Linked DNA regions of Bombyx mori: region 2 is linked to region 1. The links are chromatin contacts, called in public Hi-C maps. All regions are on one chromosome and are shown on one strand. Each heading gives the region's core, a stretch centred on a gene start, on an enhancer-like site or on the middle of the called end of the contact. The rest is flanking DNA. Distances are from core to core; before and after follow the strand shown. Region 1 holds the start of LOC101739524 (egl nine homolog 1). Region 2 holds the start of Rabb (small GTP-binding protein).

What was found. A called contact is a pair of places that touch in the nucleus more often than the background predicts.
Region 2: a Hi-C map of posterior silk gland shows a contact between it and region 1, with 2.7 times the contacts expected there. The contact joins the promoter of Rabb here to the promoter of LOC101739524 in region 1. A contact is called at or near these places in 4 of 7 Hi-C or Micro-C datasets (middle silk gland, posterior silk gland and whole pupa).

What each region holds. Positions count from the first base shown.
Region 1 is chr25:9,896,296-9,903,828 of ASM3026992v2, forward strand. It overlaps LOC101739524 (egl nine homolog 1), which reads right to left and starts at 3,716. Exons shown (of 7, transcript XM_004921742.5): 1 at 2,765-3,716. The coding sequence starts at 3,631. LOC101741191 (kielin/chordin-like protein) reads right to left here. Exons shown (of 24, transcript XM_012689612.4): 24 at 5,862-7,533.
Region 2 is chr25:10,117,504-10,124,286 of ASM3026992v2, forward strand. It overlaps Rabb (small GTP-binding protein), which reads right to left and starts at 1,815. Exons shown (of 5, transcript NM_001043545.2): 1 at 1,702-1,815; 2 at 988-1,252. The coding sequence starts at 1,715. LOC101740758 (putative uncharacterized protein DDB_G0282133) reads right to left here. Exons shown (of 7, transcript XM_004921836.5): 2 at 6,764-6,783; 3 at 6,398-6,589; 4 at 6,122-6,241; 5 at 5,211-5,468; 6 at 4,369-4,557; 7 at 3,780-3,955. The coding sequence ends at 3,878.

The sequences.
Region 1 (7,533 bases), core at 2,466-4,965:
TGTTTGCAGGGAAATCCTTCAAAGCTCTGTAAATCTTTGGAGCATGTTCCATGCGTGCTCTGTGGTATTTCGGTCTGAGTTTTTTTTCTACTGTGAAGCAGTAATGCGTTTCGGTCTGAAGGGTGGACCAGCCGTTGTAACTAAACTTGAGACCTTAGAACTTATTTCAAGGTGGGTGGCGCATTTATATTGTAGATGCTATAGGCTCCAGTAACCACTTAACACCAGGTGGGCTGTGAGCTCGTCCACCCAGCAATAAAAAAATAATTACAATTACTTAATTCAGTTTTCTTTTTCATTTAAATGCGATTTAATGTACGCAAACCAGAATTGTTTTATTCTAAAGTCTAGTTAAATGCTTTAAATAAAATTTATCAATAATATTTTGTTTTTGTATGTTATGAATATGATTGTTTTTGGTAAACAAAGAAAAATCGAAATATCATCTCCTAGACGGTGTTGATATGCGTATCCCATTAACGTAGTGCATAGTGACCAAAGGCACGTAAGTTTGTTCGACTTGCGGTAATAATTGACGGACATCCGTGAAAAACATTAAACCGATCACGTTTCACACTAGACGTTCAAACGGATGTAAGTATTATAGCTTCTATGCTATTATAGCAACAATTAATACGTATACAGATATAACAATTAAACACAAGGGCGGATCCAGCTTTGGCGCCAAGAGGGGGTCACATAGTCAAATTTAGATGCGTTCGTTCCCAGACGTTTGCTATTATACAAAGTTATTATATTATATTAAATTAATTAAATATTGAAGGTATGTAGTTACATAAAATCTGTATGGTGACAAAATATATAAATAAAATCATTATATTCAATTAGTGGTCCACCTAAGTCCTGGAACCAGCTCAGGGGGTGGTCATGACCCCCATGACCCCCCCCCCTGGATCCGCCATTGATTAAACAAAAGGCTTTTATTTTTTATTTTTTATGTCCCTGACTTAAAGGATTTAGGGTCGGCATGCAGGAAGGAGTATTCTGAATCTTAAAGTTCTATATGATCCAATCAGGTGAAAACAAATGAGATGAACACAGTATATTTATATATTCCTTTTTATTGCTTAGTTGGATGGACGAGCTCACAGCCCACCTGCTGTTAAGTGGTTACTGGAGCCCATAGACATCTACAACATAAATGCGCACCCACCATGAGATATAAGTTCTAAGGTCTCAAGTATAGTTACAACGGCTGCCCCACCCTTCAAACTGAAATGCATTACTGCTTCACGGCAGAAATAGGCAGGGTGGTGGTACCAGCCCGTGCGGACTCACAAGAGGTCCTACCACCAGTTTCTAGTGGCTTAGGCTTATAAAATTGTGAGAGAGGGAACTAACCTAGAGCAAGTCTCATTACAGTAAATCATCATATTATTATTCAGTTTCAATTGTTACTAATTATTCTTTAGTTAGAGTGTTATTCTTATAGGTTACTAGTTTCTAGTCTGTTATTTTATGATGAAATTTGTTGAGTCTCCTTTTTAAGTATTTCTACATAAGTACTTTATCTATCTACAACTCTTAATAGTTTAATTAGTAATAAGGAAATAATGTGCTTTGTTACTAATAAAAATAAAATAAGAAGTGCTAAAAATAACTATAAAATATTTTAACTTGAAAACAAATTTATTATAAATTTGTCAAAATGTCAATCTACTATGATGATAATGATAACCCGTGCTAACTAATTATATCATTTATACTATGTTTTAAATGATATTATATTATTAATTGTTATTAACATATGTTTATATAATTAATAGATTAATTTACTATTTATTTAAACTTTATTCAGTTTTTTTGTTATCCGATTTTGTCTCTCAATGTTGTACTGTAAATTTTTCAACAATTCTACAATACATTAATTGAGTTTAATACACCTGATATTCAATGGTAGGTATATTATGACACCATAGTCACCTTTCGATAGTGTTTTTTTCCAGGACATTGAACTGCAGCTAAAGTTCATTGTATTGTAAAATTTATTGATCTTTATGTTATCAATCACACTCAATGGGTACGGCTTTTCAATACTAATTGTTATTATTTTAAATTGCAAAACAATGACTCATAATATGAATCCTGCAAGATGTGGTTTACAATAATAGTCTGAATAACTTTTCATTATTTATGCTTTGATAATAAAATCTTAAGTGTCATAAATCTACCAGTTTTTATATTACCTTCAAAACAGATGACACAACATATAGCCAAGCTTTTGGTGACACTATACCAACATTATCTTAAGTATCAACGTATTGCAAGACAACATAACATTAATAAATGAGATAATAAAAATCAGTAACGCGAAATGCTTAAAATTTCGCAAATTACATTTATATGTGAAAATTCACAAGTATGGTGTAGACAAATCATCAGAAGATTTAAATCAATCTAGATCCTAACTCAAAGGATAAATAGGCCATTTGTTTTTGCAAATTTAGGTTTAAGCTTTACCTCATGTCTCAAGGTTAAAATTATCAAAAACTATGTGTTTAAAGGTCTTGATTTATGATTATACTAATGTAAGAATAAATAAATAAAATATCTGAGTCAGAAATTTGTTTTGGTGGTCTTAACTTAAGCAAATATTGATCATCTAAAGTTCATCTTAAGGATTCAGAGAGCCTCAGAGAATCATTATTTTGTTTGTCGGTCTCAAATGATCTTACTTCATAGAAAGTTTTTTTTTTATTGTTTTAAGAAAACATTTCAACAAAAATAAATATGAATAACTTACTGTGAATATTCCTGATCTGTACATTTTTAACACTTCATTTAATACTAATAGTCCTTGGTCTTTTCCCAGGAAATTGTTCAAAACACAAACACCATATTGAGTCATGTCCCGGATCACTCTCTGGCATATTTCATAGAATGGATCACTTGGATCCATGTAATAGCTATTGAGCATGTGATTAAATGGTGCCACGCTTCCCTTCAATGACGCCTCAGGGTACTCCTTCACCCGGGCTGTCGGTTCAGGAAGAATGGGCATATTTGTATCTGTACTGTTAATGGTTCTCAACACATTAGATCCAGTCGCAGTGGAGAAGTCCACCGTACTAAGTTGCTGTACTGACTCGTTCAATATTTCCTTCTCTGAGGAACCCTCATAAGTTATGGCACTTTCACTATTCAAATCTTCCTTGGTGAACACTACACTAGAAATCACAGAGCTATCGCTTTGTCCTGACGATGTAGTTTTATTGTTTTGTGTTTGTTGTATGTTTTTCTTGAAGTCAAATTTATTTTGTTTACTAACACTACTACCCTCGGAAACACTTTTTTTTTCGTTTTTAGTCTTTGACTTTTTTAAATGTCTTACATCACCATCATTGCATACTTTCGTAACATCATGCTGATAATTTTGAGCAATGTTTCCAATTTCCTTAGCAGCTTCTTTGGTAACAGTTGAACATTCACCAAAATTATCACTTTTTGCAAGCTGCTTCGTTAATTTGGGTATACATTCACTTTTATGTCTCTTCCAGTCCTGTCGTTGATGTTCCGTATTACAGTAGTAAATATTGAGGCATCTTGCGCATCTTCTTTGAGTTTTTTGATTGCATACGGCGCAACAAGCGAGCCCGCCTTCCTGATTCATTCTGAAATAATTTACCAAGGGCCGGCCCTGCAACTTGTCAACTGTATGTCATCGACATGACAGATGAATGAGAGTCAAGTAGTGCACTTATTTTTAAAAGTTTTGAGTATTTTATTTAATATTAGCTTCAAATTTAGAGATAATGTTATTAAATTTTAAGGTTTTCCGTATTATTTTTTGTCAAATTAGTATTTATATTATTAGACTAACATAAAAGAAGCTTTTTGACTTGTATAGCGACTGATTCACGCATTCCCTATAACAATTATGAAAAATCTACTAAGTATAAAAAAAATCGACTAAAAGAGCAACTTTACGATCCAATATATGAGTATCCTCTGTAATCATGATTATTTCTATTTCTATTTGATAATTTCTATGACATTGCAAGATTCCATGAGATACTACTTTTTTATATTGTTGAATTTACTAATAAAATAACTTTGAAGATTTATGGCTTCATCTTCAATTTTACTTTAACGTAATCTTGCAGTCCAATACGGTTTTCTTTTCTTTTACCGACTTCAAATAAATAAACGAGAAAGTTTAGTCGTTAGGCGTATGGTTTTTCACAATAAAAAATATTCAGGGAAAGTATTTGGAGAAGGGTGGGGCTTTTCTAGGCCTACATTACACACGCTAGTCTAACGCGGAAAATTGTAAAATTTAAGAAAGACAGGGTTGCCATCTGTGAAGTAGTCCGGTTAGATTGTACACGTTTCCGGTTTATGTTTTAAATTCAGTGTATTCATTTCTTTAATTATTATTACCTAACATTACTTTATTCTTTGGTTTGGCGCGATCTAGTATACTGTCTTCACTAATTAAACTGCCATATTCAAAATAAAAATTTGCAGTATTTTTAGAAAAAAATCATTACAACTAAGATTTAAAAAATCTTTTTTAATATATTGTTTTTATTTTCATTTTTTATATTGCATTTTTTTTAAAAAGAAACTATTACTTTGATCCAGAGTCCTTTCCAGATTCACCATTCAGCAGGATATGTGGGCGAGCACGGGCTCACCTAGGAGGGGTAGGATAGGAGGGGTGGAGTAACAGCTCAAGGTAGTAGTAGGTGCTTCACGAATGCACCTACTACTACCGGATCGGAATTGCGACCCGCTGAGAAGATCCGGCGAGAAACTCAGCGGACTGATGTATGGGTTAGGTTGCACGTCGAAAACTTTGCCGAGTTCGACGAGTACGGTTACCAGGGTCCCTGAGCCTGCTCCTAGTACCAGAGCTGCAAGCGTATAATAATAGAGTTAGTAGAACTAATACGGATCGTAAAGCTTGGACGTGGCTAGGGCGTCGACGGTGACTCGACTCGAGCTCCTGCGTGAGTCAGAGTCGCGGACAATTCAGCGGCGGCAACGATTAGGCGATTATCATGACGCATGTCCTTGTCGAAGTAGCGTTCCGATGCGAATTTCAGGTGCTTCTGGATCGATTCGAAGCTCAGGTCGTCGTGTAGGTCGACTTTCCTCACGAACAGTGGCTATCCAGCAGAAATGCGATCGGATGACCTGCAGAGCGAACCTTGCACCTGCTAGCGAATAATTCACTTCCAGAGGTCAAGACGAACGTGTACAAGTTTTGTAAAGTGTCATCTTGTTGCGAAAGGACAATTTACTTCGCTTGAAGATCATGGGGTAGAGTCGACAGAGTAAGAACGTGGCTCGGTCGAGTACTTACTTAATGTGGGGACCGAACGTCAGCACTCTATAGAGGGTGATGCCTAGGTACTTGGCCTGTGAAGCCCACGGTAATGTTACCGCGCCTAATTCGTGACGAGATACTAGCAATTTTACATCGATTAACTATAACTAACTCTCTCGAGGTTTTTTAATCATTTCAAAAAAGGAGGAAGCAGGCTTTCAATTCGAGTGTATTTTTTGTGTGTTTTCCGACCTTTCTTCTAATTGAATCGATTTTGATGATTTATTATTATTATTTGAAAGCTGGTGGATTCTCTCATTCAAAATATCTGATAATGGTCGCCAGATCAATAGTATTTGAGTTATCCTTATTAATTCATATTTAATCGATTTTTTGGTTTTTTATTGCTCTTGGAGACAGATGAGCATACGGCCCACCTGATGGTAAGTGGTTACCGTCACTCATGGACGTTGACAGTGTCCATTTTATTTTGTTGAAGTAGGTTTTCTTTGTAAAGATTTTGTGTATTACTTGTAAATTACATCAGGCATAAATAAAACCACAAATACTTAATACATAAAACGATTTATCCAATTTTCGATAATACATGATTAGATATAAATTTATATTCTTAAACTACTATTTTCTTTCGATCGATCATTTCAAGAGAAAATTTAATATAGAGATATTAGTGAGTATACCATAAATATTCAAGGTATAAAATAATTCTGAAAGCACACACTATACATTGAATATACTATAGTCTAGATTTTTTTGGATCTAACAAATGAAAATGTGTCCCTTCAGAATTAATTACCTCTATTTAATGCATACAATAAACCTAATATTTTTCTAAATTTATTTAGAATTTTACGTACGTTTTATTTATTAACAACAAATATAATGAATGGAAGCTTATTTGTGATGATATGAGTTTATTTTTTTAAATTATGAATGAAAAATAGACTAGATTAGTTCTACGTCGAGCCACGTTCTTTTGGAAAAGGCTCAGTGGAACATAACGTTTGGAATAGAATGAAAGAGCGAGACCCAACGAAAGGAACTTAGGGGAGCGTAAAAGAGAGAGCACATGTAAACAGTCCACCCTCGCTTCTGCACTTCCCTATGAGTACTTACACTTACGAAACTTAAGTTATTTTATGAGAAAGAAAGAAAAAAAATGCTTTTATGTATTTCTCTTTGGATTCAATTAGAGTCGGCGTTTTAATGATTGTTGGCGTCTGAAAATTATCTGTCTGTGTGTCTAAGTTAGGTGTACGTATTGCGAACTAAACTTAGTTTTTTTGTAGAACTTTAATGTAATTCGGACGGTTTGATGAATTGAAAGTCTTGTATATAATAGTGCTTTAAATAGACGAATTTTCAACGCAAGAATTTTTTGTTTCGATAGCCAATATTGCAATAGGAGGCGTAAACCCGAACATCAGGTTGTAAAAGTTATAACCGTGGTTATAAGGTTATAACCGTGCACGGAAAATTATTTTATTTTGACTTTTCAATCTAAGTTTGCTTTTTATTTCCGTGTAATTCCGATAACGGCCGTATTTATCTCTGGCTAATTGATTTATTGTTGATGTTATTAAAGGAAGTCGTCTGTTGACCATTACCATTTTAAGGTATCCTCTAGCATTTAATATGAATGAAATATGGCTATCACAGTCATAAAGGCCAATCTATGTGTGTGGGTTGGACATAAAATGAATTGTATTTCAAATTAACTATGAACAAACAATGACAATGTCTAAATTTATTTACCAATGTTCGAGTAATGTGATGTGTGGCAACACTACTGTAAAGTCGTAAGTTTTGTGTTGCCATGCTTGAACTGTTTCCCAACAATTTAGATTAAAAAAGATTGTCATTTTAGTTATTTTTGTCTTTTAAAGATAGTTTAATATCGCCATACTAAAACTCTAGGCAATTTTAATTGGACCCTAGAATCACTTTTTGTATGTTTGACTAAATTTACAATTTCGTGTAGGTAAGTAGCTTAAACGAAAGATTGTGAAAGATATAGAATATTAACATCAATTTGCGTGAATTTTCAAACAGGGTAAATGACAAGGATCCTGTTGTACACATGCAGTACGCTTTTGACAAATTGCTACAGATTTTGAAGTGAAACTTCTTTAAGCGAGCTTAGAGTAAAATTTAACTCGCGACAGATTCGTTACGGCTAGAGAGAAGAGATACAATTTAGGAAGAGTGAGAGTGAGAAA
Region 2 (6,783 bases), core at 565-3,064, 220 kb after region 1:
AGATGAGTTTTTTTAGTAAAATTTGATGTGCCAAACTACTAATCATTGACCTTAACTATTATATTTTGATGTACTCTACAGCTTCTGTAAATCTCTTAAATAGTTCACAATGAATTTTCAAATGATGAGCATCTTTTTTAATAGGACACTATTACTAGATTTTCTCACAGAAAAATTCAAAAATTTAATCTTATTTGAATAATAGTCATATTAATCTTAATGTGTGCAAATTTATTTATATATTACCATACATTGATATGGTATCATTGCTCTAATCTAATGAACTTGCAAATTATCTTAATAAATACCATTCATAGAGCATATATATTTTTTTTTAAACTATATATTATTTTCAACCATGAAATGTCTTTTTCTAAATGTGTAATAGTTATAATAGTTGTAGTAAGGAAATAAAAAGTTATAAGAAATACAAAACGTAAAGTCAACTGTGTCTAATAGTTAAAAAATCCAGTTCCATATTTTTAATATTAGTTCAAATTTTACAAGTGAAGCAAATTGTAATTTTTTATCAACACCAAAAATATTGAACAGTATAGATATAGAGAGGTAGGAGGAGAGGTATAGATTAATATGATTCACTGCATTGATTGTTTACACTTCAGTGTTTTGTTTGGAGAACTGGATCAATGCCAATTTTTTTTATTTTCTCATTTATTGTTTGCATAAACAATTTTCTAATTTATTTAGAAATTTTACTATGTACTCCAAATGAAAATACTAGATTTTGTAATTATTAATAATGGTTTAGTTTACATTTGAATTTGTGAATCTTCTTTGTGCAATTTAGATGTGTCAAATGTTGGTTCTTTGTTTTCTTTGTTTAAAACCATAATCTTTCGAGATTTTTTATAAAATACTTATTTTAAACATTTATTTTAGTATAAAAAAGAAAATAAACAATGTTTTTTTTGTTCTTAAGATGTGATATTTTATTCTGAAAATATTAGTGTAGGATCATATAATTACCTGGTCTGTGCAATCATATACAATGATGATTCCATGTGCTCCTCTGTAGTATGATGAGGTGATGGTTCTAAACCGCTCCTGTCCAGCTGTGTCCCATATTTGTAACTTTATTGTCTTGCCATTTAAGTCTACAGTCCTAATTTTAAAGTCCACGCCAATAGTACTGATGTAGCTCTCGGTGTACGTATCATCAGCGAATCTTAGCAACAGACATGATTTCCCAACTCCAGAGTCACCAATCAGGAGTAGTTTGAATAAGTAGTCGCTGTAATCAATAATTGAAATATACTTTAAAACAAATACTGTGCGTGTCAAGGGCAAATCATGCAGTTTGTACTGGAAGAATTATTGATGTCCTTAGGAGGCGTAACTTCTGTATCCTCAAACAAAGGAACGTCGTATATTTTTTGACAGAAGTGTACAAGCTGTAATTGAAATCCAGGAAATGCGATGATAAAATTTTAGATCAAATACGCCATTCACGATACGAATGACTACGTTTTCACTATTACTATAGTACCTACCACGAACACAATGACTCACCCCCTTCATCACAATATAGCTATTACTGTAAATTAAAAAACTATATCTTATGGTGTGAATGTAGTTCGTAATATTGTAAAAAATGAAGCAAATTTTATAATGAGGATACAGAGACGTGATATTTGCCCATCCTTGTTCATGAAATCGCCATGTTACAGATGTAATACTCACTATTCTGGATTCATTTTTTTAATTTTGTACTAGTAATTGTTTTTCACACAATTTAGTTGTCGAATTTATCGAAAGCACTTAAGTTCTTTGTTTCTAGTACTAAATAGCGAAAAAAAATTAATTCTACGTAGGATAATGGCCGCCGAACGAAACACCCACTGACGTAAGTCAGATTTAAACAGGAGTGCCACTTGGCAAGAATTAATTTGCGTTCAAAAACTATTTTTTTTAGGAATCGACTAATCCTTTAGTCGATTTTTTGTTTCTTTTTGCGTAGGGCAGTCAGTGCTCATATTTAGCAAAATGTAGACCACGGAAATGTACATAAGGTAAAGGCCCCAATTTTAACCACTTACTCTAAAATGTAAAGTTCTTATAAAATTGTTAATAAAATGAATGTATGTTGGTTGAAATATTACTGTTTCAATTATTATACTATTCATTTTTATATTTTTCAAGTTTTGTCGAAGTATGTTAATTGATTTTCTTGGTGAGAATGGGTTATTTATTTCACGTCAACAATTCACCATAAGTTTAGGCTTGAAATTTATTAGTCGTCGTGGCCCAAACAATAAGACGTCCGGTGCATTCGTATCTACTGATGCAACGATGTTCGAATCCCGCATGCGGGTATCAGTTTTTTTAATGAAATACATACTTAACAAATGTTCACTATTGACTTCCACGGTGAGGGAATAGCATCGTGTAATAAAAGTCAAGCCCGCAGAAATATAATTTGCATAGTTACTAGTGGTAAGGACCCCTTGTGAGTCCGCAGGGGCAGGTACCACCACCTTGCCTATTTCTGCCGTGAAGCAGTAATGCGTTTCGATTCGAAGGAAAGGGCAGCCGTTGTAACTATACTGAGACCTTAGAACTAATATCTCAAGGTGGGTGGCACATTTACGATGTAGATGTCTATGGGCTCTAGTAACCACTTAACACCAGGTAAACTGTAAGCTCATCCACCCATCTAAGCAATAAAAAACTAAAATAATAATTAATTATTAATTGACTAAAATCCAACATTGTGCTCCAAAGATTGCCTTATTTTTTATCGAAATGTTTTTCCCAGGGTATTTACAATATTTACAAAAAGCATACATTAAACGAATTGAGTTTAATAAATTATCCATTACATATAGAAGCAGTTTATGAGCACTATTGTTTTTTTTCGATTAGGTGGGTGGACGAGCTCACGAGCGCACAGCCTTTAGGCCATGACATGACTAATATATCATGAGTTATAATTTGTAATTAAATAATAAGTTAATCATTATAAACCGTTATATTAGAAACGGGTTTAGTCATCATTCATCGTAGACACCAAATATAAAAAAAATACTATAAGTTTCACATATTTTATTGAATATACCACTTTTCAAACATTTATTCAATATCTTACCAAAAAGCTTGCTTTTGTTTTTTCTCAGAAATTATCATCATAGGTAGGTACCTAAAATTTGGTTTTACATTATGACTGCACAACAAAATGCTTAAATGCTTTCAATGCCACATTTATAACTATAGTGGTTAATGGACAATCGTTAATTATTTCTACATAATACGATTGTAACAGGGAACAGTGTTTCCTAATATTTGGACGCTTTAGGGCCGAGTCACACCGGAATGGCAGCGGCCGGCGGCGATGCCAGCGGCTCCCGGCGTCGCCGCTGGCAGCCTCTCGACTGCACGCGCCTAGTCTCCTCTTGACTAGTTTAGTTTCTTCATTCGGCAATAATACTCGTGTGTTTGTAGTGAACGTGATGGAATTGGTTATTATATATGACGGCGGTGCCGCGAGCGGCCTGTGTCACCGCTGGCAGCCGCGGGCAGAACGACCGACAAGACGCACGTGGCGCGCGGCTGCTCGCTTCACCGCAGGCAGGCGGCGGCTGTGTCGCGACCTTTCCTGACTTTTCAAGCGATACTGATCTTTTCAGTATACAGATAAAGTTTAAAATTATTTCACACTGAAAGTGCTCGCCGCGAAGCTGCCGGCCGCTGCCATTCCGGTGTGACTCAGCCCTTAGGGCTGAATTAATGAGAAAACAGCTTTTGAAAGTAAATACTCTGGAAAATATATATATTTTTTATTTACAGAAAAAAATCTTTACATTTATGAATAACAACTACAACTAAAGGTGAGAAAATCTATTAACATTCAGGTAGGTATTCATAAAATCATTTCCTTTAGTATATTTAAAGGTATCTTCCATATATACAATCCTCTATCTTTATAGCCCGCGATTATCTGGAATTAAAAAAAATTAGATTTTATAATATTTGGTTTCCACAATGTAGGCATAAGATTGTTTAATAAAAATTAACCAGTAAAAGAATTATAAATTTAGAAATTACTATAACTTATTTCTGCCGTGATATGGGCATGGGTTATGGATCGCCAGTGGCATCTGCGTTATGGCATCAATAAGTTTCGGTTTGGTGAGGAGTGAGCTCGCTCACCCACCTAGTTAGTAACCACATATGATCCATTATAAAACAAATTATATGTAATTTGAAACCATAAAAATTAAATGTAGAAAGATAATGTGTAAAAATATTCTCTAATTAATTTTGGTACGTTCAGATGGTTTAATATTTACTTAATAAAAAGCCACTATAGCAAAGGGTTAATTGTATTAATTATATATAAATGTATGTTACCTTGCTGCCAACAATAGCCAGAGACAGTAACATAAGGCTGGGGCCACGTAACTGCGCGAGGGGTCTAGTCTCTCCCTCGCGGTACACATACACGCAGCCATCGTAGCAGCCCGCGAACACCAACCCGCCCGTCGCTCGCAGGCACACCGCGCCTTTACCGCCTTCGTGTGAACCAACGTGGCTGCCAGTCTGATAAATTATCAATAGGGTAAAACTACACAATATTTAACAGTAAACAATTGCTGTATATTTATAACTATTAGCAGTTCTGTATTTGGCCAAATTGTACTATTTTTATTTAAAAAGCAGGGCACTATAATACATTTTATATTGCACTGTTTCCGAAAATGAATACAAGTGCCGCTGAACCCTTTGAAATTACAGTACTAAAAATGACGTTTCAGATAATTAGTTTATTCGAATATTTAAGTAATGTTTTGTTTTCATTAATGTATGCTACCAGTTTATTGACAATTTGATTTCAAGAACCGACACCATCTACCGTGTATGAAGATTACATGTCTTTTAAAATAAAACCATCTGAATTATATTATTTAATTGAATTATATAATTATAATAAATAGTTAAATGAACTTATGATCTGCCATATAGGGTTACTGGACCCCATAGACACCAAACGTAAAACCCACCTTGAAACATGAGTTAGAAGTTTCCATGTTATAGTACAACTGCTGTTTCACTCTTCGAGTGCAGGGCCGACTTTATGATTAAACGTGAGTGGCAGCAGCCATGTTATGGTATCTGTGGGGCTCTGGTAACCACTTACAATAGTATTACATTCTTATTATAAGATAAATATGAAGTGAAATTGTGGCACTCACACTATAATCGAATACATGTATCTGATGACTGCTCGTTCCACAGTACACTTTGCCATCTTCAAATAATAAAGTGTAGACAGTCATTTTTGGACCCACTAAGGACCTTAGCAGCAGTCCTGTTTGTGCGTCCTTAATTGTCACATTCTCTGAACGCGCTGCCACAAGTAGAACCTTCCTTGGGCCTTCTTTCATAGCTCGCAGAGCCAAGATTGACTGATCCGAAAATTTCACAGTGCTGACTGGAATGAGCATGTTGTTCTGCAGAAAATAACAATTATTAGTAAATATGATTCATTATAATTTTTTATAAGTGTATCTGATAATTAGTAAGGTAGAATTATTATCTCACTATACTATACTATACTATAGTCTATTATATTTAATTCATATTCTATTATTTTCTATCAGATACAAGGTGTCCCAAAACGTAACGATAACCTGGAATCGCGGGAAAGGTCCTGTTATGATGGGTCAGTAAAAAAACTCAGTGTTCTTAACCCAACAGTACTCAAGTACCAAACATTGAAAAATTAAAAATATACTAACTGGAGAGGAGTTTCGACATTATTATTATTATACTAATTTTGAATTGTTTATAGATTTTAATATTGTTTTGGCTTCTCAAATAACCGTATTTTTAGAAAAAAATTACTTAATATGTATTTAAATAAAGATTCTATGTTTATCCCTTATCTCTTCTTGAACCATTAATCTGATTGAAAGCAAACTTGGTAGAGTTGTGGTTTCTCGTCCAGGAAATGTTTGTATCATAGGATGTTTGTTTCTATGACACAAACATTTTCAACTCAACAATTCAGTGGAAGGCATTGGGGAAGGCCTATGTCCAGCAGTGGGCGGGTAAAGGCTGATGATGATGATAGGAACACGCTTTATATAAATATATTTCTCACTTTGCATTCAAATTGCAGCACAAAACCAGTTCTTGTACCGACGAATATAGTGTCCCAGGCGCGATCCATAGTCTGGATTGGACTAAGAACATTGCACTCCGGGCCCTTTTCCACTCCTGTCTGAAATAGGTTGACAGGAAATGTGAAACATTGTTTACGGCAATAGTCATTTCTTTAGTATTTATTAGTGCACAATGTTTATACGTAAATCTATACACAAATTATCAGTGTCAAAAAATACCTAGTAAAAATTTTTACTTTATTTGAATTGATTACCTCTAAATCGTAATATCGTATCCTAGAATCCAGCGAACCAGTATAGACTGTCGTCCCATATTTTTCTTTTACTATAGTAATGCAGGTAACTGCTAAATTAGAGCCCCTTAAAGTATTCAGCAGTTGGCCATCACTGTTGAAGTGATAGACATTACCATCTAGACAAGCCGCAATGAAGTTGTTTTCTATGCACTGGAACATACAAAGCACAATTAAATCATTATTACTTACAGAAATCAAGGTAATTAAAAAAGCATGTAATAGGTGAACTAAAAGAGTGTTGGTTTTCTAATTAGACATTTAGTATTATGAATTTTTTTTACATTTAGCTTTAGTATAAGTCTTGGTAGTCGGGAAACTACGTACCTCAATAGCAAGGACTGCAT